Regions from separate parts of the Triticum aestivum genome. Here region 1 is linked to region 2. A link is a contact called in public HiCAR-type data. All regions are on one chromosome and are shown on one strand. The core of a region is the stretch at or near the end of the contact, and the rest is flanking DNA. Distances in the headings are between cores, read along the strand shown. Region 1 holds the start of LOC123085161. Region 2 holds the start of LOC123085158 (protein OBERON 4).

Region 1 (6,196 bases), core at 586-3,085, 260 kb after region 2:
CTTTCTACCCATACACCATTGCAGTCTTTCAGTCTAGTGATTGCATTCTTCTTCTTCCTCCAAGTAGACTTTCTCTGGAACCACTGAGTGTTACGGTCGCCACATTTCAGATAGGTAACTCTAGATCGTTGCCTCCACATGGTTTCCTCTCTCAGTAAAAGTTCGTCTAGTTCTTTTGACAATTCCTGAATCTTCTGTTGGTTTCCGGCCAAAGGTGGATAGCACCACAACTTGCTCAGCTTTTTCCTAATATCTGCAGCCTTCTTAGTAACTGAACCGAAATCACAATCAGCCCATTTCTGTAGTTCCTTTTGTACAAGTTTCAGTTTTGCGCCTACTTCATGCAGAGACTCAGCCGTACTGTTCTTACGCCAACACTCCTCAATAGTTGATTTTAGTGATCCCTCACGCTCCCACATTTGCTCATACCTGAACTGTTGCGGGCGTACCGGCCTCCATTCCTTTCTATTACCCAATCTCAGCAGCACCGGGAGATGGTCAGAGCGCGACGAACAAATATGTTCGACAGTTGCCTCCCTGAACATGTTCGACCATTCCGGGGTCGCCACCCCTCTGTCCAGGCGTGCGCGTACATTATCCCTGCCCCCTTGCTTATTGTTATACGTCCATGTCGGGCCTCTGAATCCCAGGTCAAATAAGTTACAGTCGGACAGAACCTTTCTGAAATTTCCCATATATTTCTCTGAACGTTTTGATTTAGAGAAGTGCTCTGACTGCCACATAGTTTCATGAAGTCTCCCAACATGAGCCATAGGACATCTGCAGAATCTTTAATTCTTCTTAGCAAGGTCCACATGAGGTGTCTCTCGTGAGCTTTCGGTTCACCATACACAAATGTGGCTCTCCACTGGACACTATGAGCATTTAACCGGATCAACACATCAATATACCTCGGTCCAACGGCGAGCTTTATTACTTCGATGCTTTCATCATAATAGAGTGCAATGTCGGCACCTTTCCCAGTGCCGGTTTGCGTGATACAATGCCGGAGACCTAGTCTCCATCTCAGGTTATTGACATACTTATTGCTCTGCCGAGTTTCGGAAATGAACACGAGCTTGGGCTTGTATGTGTGCACTAAGCACACTAGCTCTTGAACTGTCCGTGGCTGCCCGAGGCCCCGGCAGTTCCAGCTGATGATCCTCATGAGTCCTGACGGGCACCGCTATTAGCGCCCGTCAGTTTGCCGGTAGCCCCATGACCGGTCGCTTCCTGTCCTCCCAACGCACCATTGTCTCCACCATCCTCAGTTCCAGCAGCCCCTCTTGCTTTCTTCTTCTGTTCCCCTTTCTCTTTCTCAGACTTGTCCTCTGTACCTTTGCCATCCACAGTCCCACGAGCAGCTCTTTTACCCAGCACTGGTTCCCTCTCCTCAGCACCTTCCAATGCCTTGTTCTGAATTTTGCATTGACCATCCCGTTTCTCAAGCTTCTCTCTCTGAATTGTTCTAAGCTTGGGATTGGGTTCGGCTGGTGGGGTACTCCCCTTCTGCACCGCCACATTCCTACCTTCCTGATAGAGATCCAATGCACCCAGTCCAGGATCAGTGCCATTGTTATGTTGTTTTATTCTTTTATTCGTTGAACTCTTCTCTTTTGTCTTATTTATTTGAAGAAGAAAAAGCAGTAGAGTCCTGCTGTTTTCCTAAAAGAAGAAATCTAGTGTGATTTTGACCAAGTTGTACTGTACAAAATATCTCGAGAGTATGAGCTTGCTTGGGCCAACTGCCAGCCTGCTTGCCGCTAAATGACACACGTGGTTGTCACTGTCTTCCCTTCTCCTCCTCCCGTAGTCAGGAGCTACTTATCCTCTCGTGTTGGAAAACTCCACATAGACACCAATACACCATAGATCACACCTCTACTCCTCCTCCTCCTCAGGATCGCAGCCTCCATGCAATGGCTTCCCTTACCACCACCGCCGCCGCTCCACATCTCTCCCATGCCTTGAGACGACGGCGCAACGCCGCCGTGCCTAGGCGAAGGCCCTCCTTCCGCTGCCAAAACCGCCTTCCCACCGAGCCGCCGATCGGCGGCGACGGAGGAGGAGGAGGAGGAAAGAAGAGGGCGTGGTGGGTGACCATGGCCGAGAGGGCGCACAGCGGCGTGGTGAAGGCCGGGATGGACGTGCGGGAGAGCCTGAGCCCGAAGCAGAAGGGGGACTGGAAGGACGTGGCGCTCATGAGCCTCTCCTTCGCCGTCTACGTCTACATCCCCCAGAGGATCGTGTGCACATACTGCGCCTGGGTCTCCATGATCAATCACTAGCTCAAATTTCTAGATGTATAGTCAAATATTTAGCGCCAACAAAGCCTCTGATGCTATCATTGTACTTGTAGTTCATCACTCTAGATGATCTAAGAAACTTTTTCTCGTGCAAGACATGATTCTGAGTTGAGAAGTTGCATACCGTCAGATCTTGGAAGAAGCAGGAAACAAAATTGGCAATTAATCTCAGGAAAAAAGAGGCATTCGCCTTACATACACCTCTGACAGATCGCGCCTATTCCTCGACACTGTACTACGCAAAGTAACTCCGTCCCAGCTGAGCTCAGTGGCCACTCACCACTACAGACCTGACTGACGAGAAGTCAGTCGTGGTGATTACTTATTAGATTAGCAGTAGTAAATCACTTTATTAGAGGCTAAACTAAACTAAAGTGACAGAGTTCATCTCTCCCCACTCCCGCCGGAAACCTTGGTTCCGGAAGAGGATGGTCAGTGCTCACGGCTGCCGCCGCGGCAAGGCGATGTTGCCGATGTCCTGCAGCGGCGAGCGCCTCGGGATGACGCTGGGCGAGTGCTTCACGCGGCAGATCAGCACGTGCTTCTCCTTCTCCTTGCCGCCGTCCTGCTGCTGCTGCTGCGGTGGCCGGTGGTGGTGCTGAGCCTTGGCTGCCCGCGGGTTCTCCATCCTGCAAGCCTCAGACCATGCTCTGCTGGGCAGGTTTGGGGTGGGGAAATGGGACTTGAAGGTGTGCAGCTTGCCTTGCAGCTCCGAGACCTTCTTCTGAAGCTCTTCAGCATGCTGCTCCGACGCCTGCGCGCGTTGTTTCCACTCCAGCATCTGGTGAATGTTAACAAGAATTTTCTTCAGATAACAAGTTAACAACATCACTGGCTTTAATGTGAACATCTGAAAATGTGTAGGTCTGGATCACAAGCAATACGAAAGGGTGTGCTCAACTCATTCTGAAACTTTTATAAAAAATACTCAGTCAGAAACTGAGATTTGTCCAGAGCCATGAACATGTAGTCCATTCCAAATAAAACTGCAAAGCAGTGTGTCTGAACATGCACTGTATAGGAGTATATAAAGACTTGTTCGTCATTGGATTCTGACAGGTTTTCACTTTCAGTTTCAGAAAAAAATCAGCACCAACCGAAATTCAGTGAATTTCAGTTATTTTGGCTTGCGTTTCAGTCAAAAGACCAAAATGTTCACATGAATTCAATTAGATATTTGTTTAAAAAAAATCTGAATTCGTGTGTACTAGTGAAATTGCTGAAATATTGTGGCCGAAAGGTAAATATTTCAGTGACTGTTGAATTAATGAAATTCAGTGAATTTTATCGAAATTTCACTGAAAGTGAAAACCATCTGACACATTCACTGTTTTGTTTTCAGAGAGAAGTAACTCCAGAGTAAGAAATCAAGGTTGTAATCTTTAGGCGCAATAACAGAACTCCTACTTGAAATGAGTACTCTTTTGTTTCAGCCAATCGATACATCTTTCTCTGAATTCCAAAAGTGGATGCATGTAAGTGTCATTAGTAATGTAAAGGACGATGCAGTTACCAGAGCCTCAACAACGTAAAATTACTTTTGTAAACCCAAGAAGCATTTCTAGGTACTGAAGACGCAAAGCATAATTAGAGGCTACTGACCTCAGAATTCAAGGAACCAAGACTGATGTCAGACGCAATGGCACGGCGCTGCCATGTATCCCTGGAAGACTGCAGCTCCTGCATCTCCAGCCTGACCTGCTCCAGCATGTCCTGCATCTCAGTCCATTGCTCTGATTCCGCTCTCACTTGCTTCATTATCTTCCCCACAATCTCCTTGCAGTCGCAGCAGCTTCCAGAGCGCACCAACTTGCAGTCTTCAGCCACAATCTGCATGGGGAAAAGATTTTAGCAGGACATAATTTAACTCAACTCAAGTTTTCTTTCGGTGCACGCACTCAAAGCATGCATGTAATGTAACATCTTTGGGCCATAAAAAGGAAGAATGTACAGAGTGAGAGAGCGCAATAAAAGTTTCCCCAGTATGTGTCAACCAAATCCAGCAGCCCTGCTGTGCGCATCCAAGCTGAAAGCCTATAATGGTGGATATCTCCGCCATAATCACAAACTGTATGATCTGTGAATGCAATGCCTCTTCAAACAAGAGAGGGTTGCCAATTCAAACTAACTTGAGTCAACAAATAAGTTTTGACAGTGCAATGAAAATGCGCACTTGAGCAGATCAGATGGTCCAGTGGCACAGTAGTTATTGCGGTAGTAGTTCTACAGTAACACACAATGAGCACCTCAATAGTATTCACTGGCCTTTGGGCCTGGCCCATGCCTTTTGCATAAGACAGGAAAGGCTAACTTTCTTCTTCTTGTTGTGGGCACCCCCGTCCTATTCACTGGTCATACATGGCCCAGATACATCATAAACCAAGCTGCCGCCATGTGCTATCTCTCTCTTGCAAAAAAAAGTGCAGTTCCTTTAAAGTTTCAAATTTGCACTCACATTGCATTTAAACATGCCCGTTGGGTGTGGGTGAACCATTCATAACAATCGGCCATGGCAACGTCACATTTCAGCACCAAAGTGCTTACTACTGCTAGATTATTATTTTCCTCTAGAACATAACCAACCATTTTTTGATAAAAACACGCAGTTCATAGAACTAGAACATTTTTTCTTTTTGTAGAACACAACCTGTGGTAATGATTTAAAATTGACAGAGGAGTATCTCACTGGCGCAGGTCTCGCACGAGCGACAGTACAAGAAAGGCAGCAGAATATTTCCAAATTCCAAGGCCCCGGACAATCTCCAAAAGCAAGGGAAAAGGGAGAAGCCTTGGCCCAGGACCACCAACGGCAACGGCACTGACTGACAGTGTGGGCCAACTAACAATCATTGACGGGTTCAAATCATATCATGGGAGATCATGCGGCAAAGCTATTTTTTGAATCGCCTACGGCTACGAGCTATAGTGTAGAAGAAACGAAGAATGGCCCCATCATCCCATCCACCACATCAACTCCTACAGTGGTTAACAGAAGCATACACTGCCGTCGTATCAATCCATGGATGATGATGGGTTTTGCTATTAATCTCTCGTGTTGGGTAGCTGCCGATCCATGGATTGGATGGATGGATGAATGATCCGTGGTGGACCCGGTGGATCGGATCAATTACTCATCTCCCTACGAAACCAGTGCAAAACCCTGTACATGCCATCCCCACAAAGACTCAGGCTTGCATTGCATGCATCCATGATCAATTACTCATCTTGGGCTAGCTGCAGGCCATTTCAAAACTCCGGGATGAGACAAATGGGACCCAATCTGATCGTGGATTCATAATGCCGTCAAGTCGCTGACCAGTAGTTGCGCTGTACCCACCCGAGTCAACGACATTCGGGTGCTCAAGAGTAATCACGCAAAGTAGTAACTACGCTGGCTAAGACGGACACTAATCTTGATTTCGGTACGAAGCAATGGGATAATAAGATAAGCGAAGTGGGCTAGTGGAGCGCTGGGCGTGGTGGCTAAAACAGTATTATGAGCAGTAAGCAAGGAGCAAATTTGAATCCAACCTTCTGCGGGTGTTGATGCTTCTCGGAGGCCACGCTGGCGCCGAGCGAGGCGCTCTGCCGGAACGCCGCCGCGTTGCTGCCGTTGCTCGCGTTGCTGCTGCCGCTCCAGCTCCTCTGGCTGCACGCGCTCGCCTTCCGGCTGTGCCGGCTGCCGCACTTCCTGGACTGGCAGCCGGCGTTGTCCCCGCCAGCCGCGACGGCTTCCAGCCGCCGGCCGTACTCCGCCATCCTCTCGCGCATGCCATTCGACATCCCCTCCATCTTCACCCGCAGCATCTCCACCTGCAATGCGTACGTGCATCGTTCGCGCAAATGCTGCACCTTTAGTAATGGATCATCAAAGATCACAAGTTCACCAC
Region 2 (5,796 bases), core at 784-3,283:
ATCTCCTAGCAAATTAATGGTATTAGCAGTTAGCGGTGTGTCCTCTTCATGAACCGCTTCCTTCGGCATACTGAAAGAACTGACCTCTTTCGGCGCATCTGTAATATTGGCAGCTACATCTACATATTTCACTTCCTCCTGCGTCGCCCCCTGCAGGATACTGGACGAAGCGCAATATCCAACATCGCCACCGGCATTGATGTTTCCATCTGTTGCTTCTTTAGGAAGAACTTTCTGCAGCGTAGTCGATGAACTGCCAATCCAAACAATATCATCGTCACTAGCAGTCTCACCTAATGCCATTACTACATCCTGCAGTGATTCTTTTTGTGTGCTGGATGAAGTGCCCTTCCCAACATCATTGACAGCAATGGCAGTTTCAACTTGTGTTGTCACTTCTTCCATGGTAGCCTCCTTGAGGATACCAGATGAAGTGCTCTGCCCACCCACATGAGCAGCATTGGCACCATCTTGTCGTGTAACGACTTCCTCATGCCGCGCTTCCAGCTGCATAGCGGAGGAAGTGCTCTCTCCACCTTGATCAACGGCACTGGCAGCTCCATCTCCTCCACACACTTTCTCCGTGACATCCGATGCTGATTTCTCATGCTGTGCGTTTGCTACTTTCTCTGTGACAACCGATGCTGATTTCTCATGCTGTGCGTTTGCTACTTTCTCTGTGACAACCGATGCTGATTTCTCATGCTGTGTGTTTGATACTTTCCCCGTGACATCCGATGCTGATTTCTCATGCTGTGTGTTTGCTACTTTCCCTGTGACATCTGATGCTGATTTCTCATGCTGCGTGGTTGTTACTTTCCCTGCTTCTGCAACTGCATCATCGCTGATCTTCCCTTTCTCCTTCCCCGAGTTGTCGGCAGCTTGAGTTCTCAAATCCACTCTTAGTCTTGGCCCAGGTGAATCCACTTTCTTTAACTCGCATCTCTTGCTAGTTCCCTTGTCATCAGGACGGCCTGAGTCAACCCACTTCTGATGCTCCGCGACGGCAGGCGGAGGCGGGGCTTTGGCGTCCGGATCTGGCGCGACTTCCCCTTCCTCGATCTCACCGGCGCCGCAGTTGTGCTTCCTCAACTTGTCCCCCTTGGGACCATCTATCCTCCTCCTGGGCTCACTAGGAGACCGGCGAGGGGGCGTAGGCGGCGACGGCGCCTGCCGCCTGGTGGCAGACTTGTGGCCGTCCAAGCCGTGCGGATCCCTCCAGGGGCCACCGGGACGGCGCCACGCCGAGCCGCCGCCGCCGCCGCTGCCGCTGCCGCTCGCGTCCCAGCGCGACGACCGGTCGCGGTCGGCGCGGAAGCCCTTGGGGAACTCGCGGCGGAAGCCGGAGAAGCTCTCGGAGCGGTGCATCGCGCGGTCCCCGCCATAGCCCCGCGGCGAGGGGGAGTCCCGGTAGCGGTGGTCGTAGAACCTGCCGCCGCCGAAGCCGGCCCGGCGGTCGAACTCGTCGCTCTCGTACTCCGCGGGGCGGCGGCGCGGCGACGGCGGCCCCCCGCGGTCGTAGAACCTCCGCCTGTCGCCGTCCGGGTCGTCGTCGTCGACGTAGGACGACCGCTGGCGCTTCATGCCAGATCGGCCCGCCGAGGAGGGCGGGGGGGCTGCCGCCGAGGGGGAAAGATAAGGAAGGAGCGGGTGGGGGCGTACGGGCGAATGCGTGCGCGGGGTGGCCGCTGCTGCTCGCGCTTGCGTCCGTCCGGCTCACTCCTCCCCTCTTCCTCCCTCGCTCGCTCCCGGCCACTCCCCTCGCCTCCTGGTCGCGGTCAACGGGCGTCACCCAGATTTGGACCCGGGTCTCACAGCCGGCCGCCCCTGCTTACTCCTCTCTCTTTTTTTTACCGCCGACGGACGGAGCGCGGTGCAGGAGGCCCGTGGGAGTCGCTCGGCCGGGGCCCGCCTTCGTAGATGGCAGTGAGCGCAGCGGATCCGGGGCCGAACAGGGGACGCGAGGCCGGGCGTCGTGGCGCGGTGGCGCGTGGCCAACGGCGGTGGTGGACTCGTGGGGGTGGATGTGGTGGGGTGGGTGGCGCGCTGGGGATGCGGCTGGGTCGTGTCGTGGAGGCCTCAGGGTGGCGTGGTGCGGTGGTCTGATCCCTGATGTGTGAGCCGGAAAGGTCAGCTTTTGACTGGCGTTTGCGTGCGGAGGATAGCATGGGCATCAGCGTCTCCGTCTCCCGACCCCCGCGCTGGTGACTTGTCCCGTCGTCCCCGCAAATCCAGATTCCAGTGGAGCGGAGCCAATCGGCCGAGTGGAGCTCTGCCGCAGACTCCGATTTGATTCGAAGGGAAAATGGAGTCCCAAATGTTGCGTGCTTCTCCCTCCTTTGCAGCCAGCAGATTTCTGAATTTATTAATAAAACGGGTTCCTGATTTTCTTTTTCAAGGTGAGAGCAACTGCGGAGGCCGGAGTTTACCAATTGGCCATTGTCAATTGCTTGACGAAAACAACAAGCCACCAGTTTTTCCTCCGTCGGGGCTAGTAGAAGCTGACTACTCATCCACTAGTTTATTCTCCAAAGTTTGCTTGCATTCGGGATTACAGGTTCTCTGTTTTTTTCTTTAAAACACTACCAGTGGATGTTGAATATGTAATGAAATATTCCGTCATCCTTAGAGCACCTCAACCCCCCCCCCCCCCCCGCCCCCCTCATACGTCCGGGCGGATCGGTGGTCGATAAAAAAAGTCGACCACACGGGCACCTCAAAACATCCTCAAACGTCCGAGCTGATCGGCACCCTTATATGCAACTCAAATGTAGGGCGGATACAGGGAGGCCCGGCCGTGATCGGGCACATCCGTTGACGGTGCAAAATACTGTCACATCCCTCGGTAGGGGTCCAAGCGTAGCTGGAAGTCATGAATCGGAGGTCACACGAGGAGTTTATACAGGTTCGGGCCTCCCGAGAGTAATACCCTACGTCCTGCTGGTTTTGATGATTGATAATGGAGGGATACCTCATGCGGGATTACAATGGTGAATGAGATTGCTATCGAGAGTTTCCTATATGTGGATAGATGATGAATGAGGACCCTACCCCTCCCTTTGTATAGGCAAGAGAGGTCTAGGGTTTACATGGCAGATGCAATCTGGGGCGCTGCTGCCCTCTAGTCTTGAAGATCATGAACGCTGTCTTCGCCTCCTAGGGTTTGCTCCTTTTATTGGGCCTAGCAACCCCCTTGTGGTCGATGAGGCCGGTGTTGGGGAACGTAGCAGAAATTCAAAATTTTCCTACGTGTCACCAAGATCTATCTATGGAGAGACCAGCAACGAGTAGAAAGAGAGTGCATCTACATACCCTTGTAGATCGCTAAGCGGAAGCGTTCAAGTGAACGGGGTTGATGGAGTCGTACTCGTCGTGATTCAAATCACCGATGATCCTAGTGCCGAACGGACGGCACCTCCGCGTTCAACACACGTACAGCCCGGTGACGTCTCCCACGCCTTGATCCAGCAAGGAGAGAGGGAGAGGTTGAGGAAGACTCCATCCAGCAGCAGCACAACGGCGTGGTGGTGGTGGAGGAGCGTGGCAATCCTGCAGGGCTTCGCCAAGCACCACGGGAGAGGAGGAGTACTGGAGAGAGGGAGGGCTGCGCCAGAACTTCGTGTATAGCTCCCATGCGCCTCCCCACTATATATAGGGGTGGAGGGGCTGGTTTCTTGCCCTCCAAGTCCATTGGGGCGTTGGCCAAGGTGGGAGGAAAGAAATCTCATTATTTCCTTCCCCACCGATTGTTATCCCCCCTTTTTAGGGATCTTGATCTTATCCCTTCGGGATATGATCTTATTCCTTCTAAGGGGGGATCTTGGTGCGCCTTGACCAGGGGTGTGGGGCCTTGCCCCCACTACCCACGTCCATGTGGGTCCCCCCATGCAGGTGGGCCCCACTCCGGAACCTTCTAGAACCTTCCCGGTACAATACCGAAAAATCCCGAACATTTTCCGGTGGCCAAAATAGGACTTCCCATATATAAATCTTTACCTCCGGACCATTCCGGAACTCCTCGTGACGTCCGGGATCTCATCCGGGACTCCGAACAACATTCGGTAACCACATACAAACTTCCTTTATAACCCTAGCGTCATCGAACCTTAAGTGTGTAGACCCTACGGGTTCGGGAGACATGTAGACATGACCGAGACGTTCTCCGGTCAATAACCAACAGCGGGATCTGGATACCCATGATGGCTCCCACATGTTCCACGATGATCTCATCGGATGAACCACGATGTCAAGGACTTAATCAATCCCGTATTCAATTCCCTTTGTCTATCGGTATGTTACTTGCCCGAGATTCGATCGTCGGTATCCAATACCTTGTTCAATCTCGTTACCGGCAAGTCACTTTACTCGTTCCGTAACACATCATCCCGTGATCAACTCCTTGGTCACATTGCGCATATGATGATGTCCTACCGAGTGGGCCCAGAGATACCTCTCCGTTTACACGGAGTGACAAATCCCAGTCTCGATCCGCATAAAACAATAGATACTTTCGGAGATACCTGTAGTGCACCTTTATAGTCACCCAGTTACGTTGTGACGTTTGATACACCCAAAGCACTCCTACGGTATCCAGGAGTTACACGCTCTCATGGTCGAAGGAAGAGATACTTGACATTGGCAAAGCTCTAGCAAATGAACTACACGATCTTTTGTGCTAGTCTTAGGATTGGGTCTTGTCCATCACATCATTCTCCTAATGATGTGATCCCGTTATCAACGACATCCAATGTCCATAGCCAGGAAACCATGACTATCTGTTGATCACAACGAGCTAGTCAACTAGAGGCTCACTAGGGACATATTGTGGTCTATGTATTCACACGTGTATTACGATTTCCGGATAATACAGTTATAGCATGAATAAAAGACAATTATCATGAACAAGGAAATATAATAATAATACTTTTATTATTGCCTCTAGGGCATATTTCCAACAGTCTCCCACTTGCACTAGAGTCAATAATCTAGTTCACATCGCCATGTGATTAACACTCACAGGTCACATCGCCATGTGACTAATACCCAAGAGTTTACTAGAGTCAGTAGTCTAGTTCACATCACTATGTGATTAACACTCAATGAGTTTTATGTTTGATCATGTTGCTTGTGAGAGAGGTTTTAGTCAACGGGTCTGAACCTTTCAGATCCGTGTGTGCTTTACAAATCTCTATGTCATCTCCTAGATGCAGCTACCACGCTCTATTTGGAGCTATTCCAAACAACTGTTCTACTTGGAGCTATTCTAAATTATTGCTCCATTATATGTATCCGGTCTCTCTACTCAGAGCTATCCGGATAGGTGTCAAGCTTGCATCGTCGTAACCTTTACGACGAACTCTTTTACCACCTCCATAATCGAGAAAATTCCTTAGTCCACTAGTTACTAAGGATAACTTTGACCGCTGTCCTGTGAGCCATTCTTGGATCACTCTTGTACCCCTTGACTGACTCATGGCAAGGCACACTTCAGGTGCGGTACACAGCATAGCATACTGAAGAGCCTACGTCTTAAGCATAGGGGACGACCTTCGTCCTTTCTCTCTATTCTGCCGTGGTCGAGCTTTAAGTCTTAACTTCGTACCTTACAACTCAGGCAAGAACTCCTTCTTTGACTGGTCCATCTTGAACACCTTCAAGATCATGTCAAGGTATGTGCTCATTTGAAAGTATTATTAAGCATTTTGATCTATCCTTATAGATCTTGATGCTCAATGTTCAAGTAGCTTAATCCAGGCTTTCCATTGAAAAACACTTTCAAAATAACCCTATATGCTT

Evidence for each region. HiCAR-type assays count read pairs that join an accessible place to other places.
Region 1: a contact with region 2 is called in a HiCAR-type map of leaf, with 4 times the contacts expected there. The contact joins the promoter of LOC123085161 here to the promoter of LOC123085158 in region 2. A contact is called at or near these places in 1 of 5 Hi-C or Micro-C datasets (leaf) and 1 of 1 datasets of contacts at active chromatin or transcription factors (leaf).

What each region holds. Positions count from the first base shown.
Region 1 is chr4A:63,824,610-63,830,805 of IWGSC CS RefSeq v2.1, forward strand. LOC123085161 reads left to right here and starts at 1,836. Exons shown (of 1, transcript XM_044506762.1): 1 at 1,836-2,400. The coding sequence starts at 1,920. The coding sequence ends at 2,288. It overlaps LOC123085160, which reads right to left. Exons shown (of 5, transcript XM_044506761.1): 3 at 5,838-6,119; 4 at 3,909-4,136; 5 at 2,445-3,087. The coding sequence ends at 2,746.
Region 2 is chr4A:63,566,723-63,572,518 of IWGSC CS RefSeq v2.1, forward strand. It overlaps LOC123085158 (protein OBERON 4), which reads right to left and starts at 2,034. Exons shown (of 3, transcript XM_044506759.1): 1 at 1-2,034. The coding sequence starts at 1,584.